Linked DNA regions of Mus musculus: region 1 is linked to region 2. The links are chromatin contacts, called in public Hi-C maps. All regions are on one chromosome and are shown on one strand. Each heading gives the region's core, a stretch centred on a gene start, on an enhancer-like site or on the middle of the called end of the contact. The rest is flanking DNA. Distances are from core to core; before and after follow the strand shown.

Evidence for each region. Hi-C and Micro-C count contacts between places; a contact is called where the count stands out from the background.
Region 1: a Hi-C map of neural progenitor cells shows a contact between it and region 2, with 5 times the contacts expected there. The contact joins two enhancer-like sites. A contact is called at or near these places in 3 of 484 Hi-C or Micro-C datasets (the N1E-115 cell line, embryonic stem cells and neural progenitor cells).

What each region holds. Positions count from the first base shown.
Region 1 is chr19:50,628,548-50,631,247 of GRCm38.p6, forward strand. The region is part of intron 1 of Sorcs1 (sortilin-related VPS10 domain containing receptor 1); the gene reads right to left. Among named protein-coding and RNA genes, the nearest start is that of Gm26629, 48 kb to the right of the region's middle. Within about 2 kb of position 1,259, at least 3 of the 459 cell types and tissues checked have an H3K27ac peak or open chromatin away from gene starts, as enhancers often do. A contact at or near this core is called in neural progenitor cells, where this site is marked.
Region 2 is chr19:50,257,835-50,260,534 of GRCm38.p6, forward strand. It overlaps Sorcs1 (sortilin-related VPS10 domain containing receptor 1), which reads right to left. Exons shown (of 26, transcript NM_021377.3): 8 at 1,920-2,009. Among named protein-coding and RNA genes, the nearest start is that of Gm26629, 420 kb to the right of the region's middle. Within about 2 kb of position 1,392, at least 5 of the 459 cell types and tissues checked have an H3K27ac peak or open chromatin away from gene starts, as enhancers often do. A contact at or near this core is called in neural progenitor cells, where this site is marked.

The DNA of each region.
Region 1 (2,700 bases), core at 9-2,508, 370 kb after region 2:
GTGAACAGTTCTGTTTAAGCTGAGCACTGGAGAGAGCATAGAACCCCAATCCAGTGTATCCAAGGACTTCTGCTCAGTACTGAAGGGAGCAGGGAGCACCAGTGTAACCAAGAACTTCAGCTGAGCACTGCAGGGAGCACCAAGCACCAGTGTTAACCACTTTTGCAGTTTGTGGGCTGTGTTCTTAGTACTCTCTGCTGACATTATTTTGAAACCTGACTCCTACATGGCTGTTAGGAGAAATAAGAATGAAATACCACATAAGATCAAAAGTTTACTTGCCAAAAATTCTTACCACGACTCCAAAGCTCTCAGTTAGAAATGTACTTTCCTCCCTCCCCAGCTGAGAAATATCAGTTTCTTAAATGGAAGCAATAACTTCAAATTAGAGAGTCTTAAGTCGAATGTTAAGGTCTAAAGGGCCATAAGGGGAAATCTCTGTTATTCACTGTTTTTCCTAAAACACAAGCACAGTCCTACGTACATTTGCTACATCCATAAAATTAGAAAAAGTGAATGTAAGACACAGGAGCTGTTTGGACACTAACTATTGTTGGCTGTTTGTTAATTTCTTCATTCTGATCATGGAGCTGTTTCAATAAAAAGATTTAAATGACAGAATGGAAAACCGTGACCATTCTCATGAGCACTGCATGTCTAACCCTCTCAGAGCTGTATCTAAGGGAATTCCCTCTGACTACAGGGAATTTAGAAGAATAGTGGAGAATCTGGGTGAGGTCATGGGACAAGCAAGTTTCATTCACTAGGGACAGATTTCCCGATGCAGGACGAGCTTTAGATCACCAGGGCTCTCCACTTGTCATGTATCACTCTTAGAATTATACACACACACACACACACAAAGGAAACATAAGCAGTGTTTGTCAAAGGTGTTTCATTTTGCTTCCTACAGCTCAGTGGGCATTTCATTAGTGTTTTCCTTCAGCACCAAAAAGAAAAGGAATGAAAGGAAAAGCCTTGCCAGGCCAGATGCGAAAGCATGGTGGTTCTTTGGCCTAACTCAGCGCTTTCAGGACTGACAACTGAATGAGCTGCACATGCACCCCCATCAATGTGAGCAAAGTTAAAAGGTGTGAAAAGTAGTGCAAATTCTTTATCTCTATGAACAGGAAAAGACTTTGTCAACACTACCTAAAGGATTTTATTAGGCTTCTGCTTCCTCTACTGAGGAGACACGGAAATTGCACTTGCTACTGCCTGCCATGCCTTGCTCTCAGTCTTTCAGCAAAGCAGCCTCAAATGGGAGAGAGCCATTATCTACTCTTTCTGCTCACAAGCATGTTTCCCGTCTGCACTCCTGCCCAGGCGCTTGTCTAAAGCCACGCTGATTTCCCAGAGTCTGACCAGAAAGCCTTGTGTGGTTTTTAGTGCTATGTGTTGAACGAACTTAGAGGGTTAGATGGGCATTTTGATGTAAGCTGATCATCAGTTCTTGCTTGCTAATAATCATCTCTGCACGCTATTTTGCATAAGATAATATAAGAAAGGAACAAGAGCCATCCTAACGCTGCCCTCAATGGGCAAACAACTGGCCTGGTTGGGCTTTTGTCACTGCAGAGGCTAATATTCCTGACTAGCTTTTTCTTTTTCTTTCAACACACACACACACACACACACACACACACACACACACACACACACACACACACACACACACACACACACTGCAATCACTGAACATTATCAGTAGTGGCTTCACAGCGTGTAACTCAGCCTCACTTGTGCTTTCTACCTCTCTCTCTCTCTCTCTCTCTGTTTTCTTCAATGCTAGCTTCTGCATTAGCACTCTTTGTACAAAATTAATGCTTCTGATCCTCCTTCTTTTAAATACCATGGAGTGCCCGAGGCTTGAAAATTACATGTTTCTCTGCTCTTGGTTCAATATGCTCAGTGGGAAAAATTTGTCATTGAAGTTGTTGCTGTTGGAGAAATATCGAGATCTCCTTTCCCCTGGTCCCTGAAGCATCTGTTGCTTGGACTTCTGTTTGTATTAGTGAAATATGCCATCTGCGTGTGTAGGCTTTTGCATTGTGGTAGGAGGCAAAAAGGAAATCCCAGAGAGGGATCCATTAGCCACTATAATGTCTTGTTGTGCAACTTCATGCTTGACTCAAAGGCCAAATCCTTGTGACCACCTGTGACCATTGCCTTGGACCCTCTCTCAGAAGAATTCAATCTCCAAGTACAGCTGCTCATCTTTTCCCTGAGAGTCAACTCAAAAACCACTTTTCTGTTTGGACAAAAGATTATAGACAAAGCCTTTCTCTGCCTTAATGGATGAATCAGAAGCCTTTCAGACACAAATGGCAGAAAACAAATTCTAGAAAAGTAAAGCAATAAGGGGACAAGTTTTTCTGCATACTGGTGAAGCTGAAGAAAATCCACAGGTGTGACTCCCTTGCAGTGCTAAGCGATGCGGTCGAGATTTAGTGCTGCCCAGTCTTCGCTCAGATTTTCTTGTTGTAATCAAGTAAGCTCTCAGGAAGCTCCATCAACTTGTGTGGAATCCATATCTTACTGGCTTGGCAACCCTTACTGGAAAGAAACCCCTAGTATCCATTAGTTTTTTTTAAAGCAGATTTTTAGAAATTAAATATTGTTGGCCTGAAAGATATGAATTTCCAGGAAGAGATTCTGATCAAAGCTGATGATGTCCCTTCACAACAGAGTCAGGAAGAA
Region 2 (2,700 bases), core at 142-2,641:
TCCAAGTTGCCTTCTTCGATTTTTGGTGACTGAATCACAATTCATTTCAGTGTGCATCCCCTGAGGGGCACTTTTTGTTGTTGTTGTTGTCTTGTTGATTGTTTGGTGTGTTTTTCCTAGTTGACATCTCCCTCTGGAACCTTCCTTGGAGACTATGTTGGACAATTTTAATTATTCGCAGCCCTTCCTCTGTACTCATGGATTTTATTCAATGTTCATTCCTGGGCTGATTTTGGTATTGTATGTTCTTGTTCTTATCTTATTGGGGTAGGAAGAAGAGTGACCAAGACCATGGTCAGTTCAGTGTGTGTAACATCACATAGAGACATGTGGTCCCGTGCAATTGCCGTTGTCATTCACCTCCTATTAGTGTAGAACAATCATAACTAGGAACCCGGTGTGGTTCTCTAAAGTGAACAGTGTGCATTTGATTCTAATAGGTGGGAGTTATTAAAACCCGTTTACTGCTCAGCAGTGGTGGTGCACGCCTTTAATCCCAGCACTTGGGAGGCAGAGGCAGAGGCAGATGGATTTCTGAGTTCAAGGCCAGCCTGGTCTACACAGTGAGTTCCAGGACAGCCAGGGCTACACAGAGAAACCCTGTCTTGAAACAAACAAACAAACACCCTTTTACTGATAGGGTAGGTAAGGAGAGCATTTTGCCTGGAGATGCCAGCACAAGCTGTTAACCAAGCTCTCCTGTAAGAGGCCAACCCCTGCCTCTTGTGCTCTCTTTGCCCATCATGAACAGTCCTGGGCATACAGCTGGTACTGCTTCAGCAGGGAATTGCAAATGCAAGAAAATACAAAAGAAAGATGAGACTTCACTCAAAATAAATGTCGTCATAGCCTGTGTTCAACTTTCAATGCCAGGACTTGAGTTGGCCCTTCCCAAAATCTCTATCATCTGTAAACTGCTACAGCCTGTGAAAGGCTGGTCCTGCTGATCTAGCGCTGTAGGAGCGTCGTGACACAAGGTGACAACAGGATAACCTGGAGGAGCCCGGGTGGGGATCCCGTACTGATGGTGTCACAGAAACCAGAGACCTCTCACCAGACCAGTGACTCATTGCAATGGACATTTGCAAGTGAAGATGTGTGGACAGAGGGATCTACTGTGGGACACACTACAGCTTCCACGGTGAGTTGTTTTCTATGCTTTGTTTTGTTTTATTTTTGTGTGCGTGGTTATGTTTCTTATTTGGGAAGGGGAGAGGTTGCAGGGGCGGGGGAGCCGATGTGAGGGGATGGGAAGACGAGAGGGGCTAAGGTGCAGGGTGTGAAACTCACAAAACAACAACAAATAAAAGAACCCACAGAAACAGATTGCTAATAAGCATCCTTTGAAAGCCCACATCGTCTGTTCTCCACTAGGTGGCGCTCCATATCAACACAGTTTTTCAGAGTTTGTGGCCAGAGCCTGCGGAAGTCAGTGATGAAGGGTCTCTCACTTTTCCACTCTTTTCAAAAAACGAGTGGCTAGGGAAGTCAGAACATTCAGCTGTGTTTCAGGTGTCTAAAAATAACCCGATTCCTAACTCCCACTGAGAACAAACGCCACACTATAACATAAAATTTAACATTTTGCTGTTTTGATTCAAAAACGAACATACTGATTGTGAATATTTAATATTGAAAGGCAAAAACGAGGTTATTATTAATTAACCCATATGTCCCTACAGGAAGACTTCCAAAGAAGAAAGAGAGCAGGATAAGGACCCGGGGAGAAAGGGGACAAGATGAACAAAGAGGCGACAGAAGTCGATCCTGACGGAGCAGGGATCTCATTGGGGAGGCTGGCAGTCGATTCTGATGGAGCAGGGATCTCATTGGGGAGGCTGGCAGTGACCTTGAGGATGGGGTGGTGGGCTGGAGCTGAGAAAGGAGCTTTGAGAGGAAAACAGGAACCAGACAAGTACCTTGGGCAAAGCGTATTTCGGAAGCTTCATTTGTGCAAACGGGCTTCTTCGGTAGGACACATAGTAATGTGGTCTTCCTCCTGATGTCAGCTGCAGAAGAGAAACAAGGTAGTAAGAGGAGCTACGGGAAACATTTGGGGTCACAGAAGAGAGGCTACCTACCTGAATGATGCAGGTAGCGGCCGCACAGCAGCAGAAAGGACACCTGTCAGTAGCCCACATTTACCAGAAAAGCAACTTACATCCTGTCCAGGGGATTCTCAGAGGCCCAACAATAACCATATAATAGACAAAAAATGTAATTTGCAAATCTGGACCAATGGGCTAGAGAGATGACTGGATGGTTAAGAGCACTTGTTCTTCCACAAGAGTGGGGTTTGAATCCCAGCATCCACAGTGCAGCTCACACCCATCTATTTCCAAGGGATATGACTTCCTCTTCCGGACTCCATGGGCACCAGGTAGGCATGTAGTACACAGACATGAAAGCCCAAAAGAAAAATTGCTGATTCACATAAAAGATATATGTGTGTGTGTGTGTGTGTGTGTGTGTGTGTGTGTGTGTGTGTGAGAGAGAGAGAGAGAGAGAGAGAGAGAGAGAGAGAGAGAGAAAAGACAAAGATAGATAGATAGATAGATAGATAGATAGATAGATAGATAGATAGATTGACAGATAGACAGATAGACTGACAGATAGACATGGATCTATAATGTGATTCTAAAGCTAAGAAACTGTCAATCTGCTCTGCTCTTTCCAGCATTAGAGGCCTCTGGAGATATT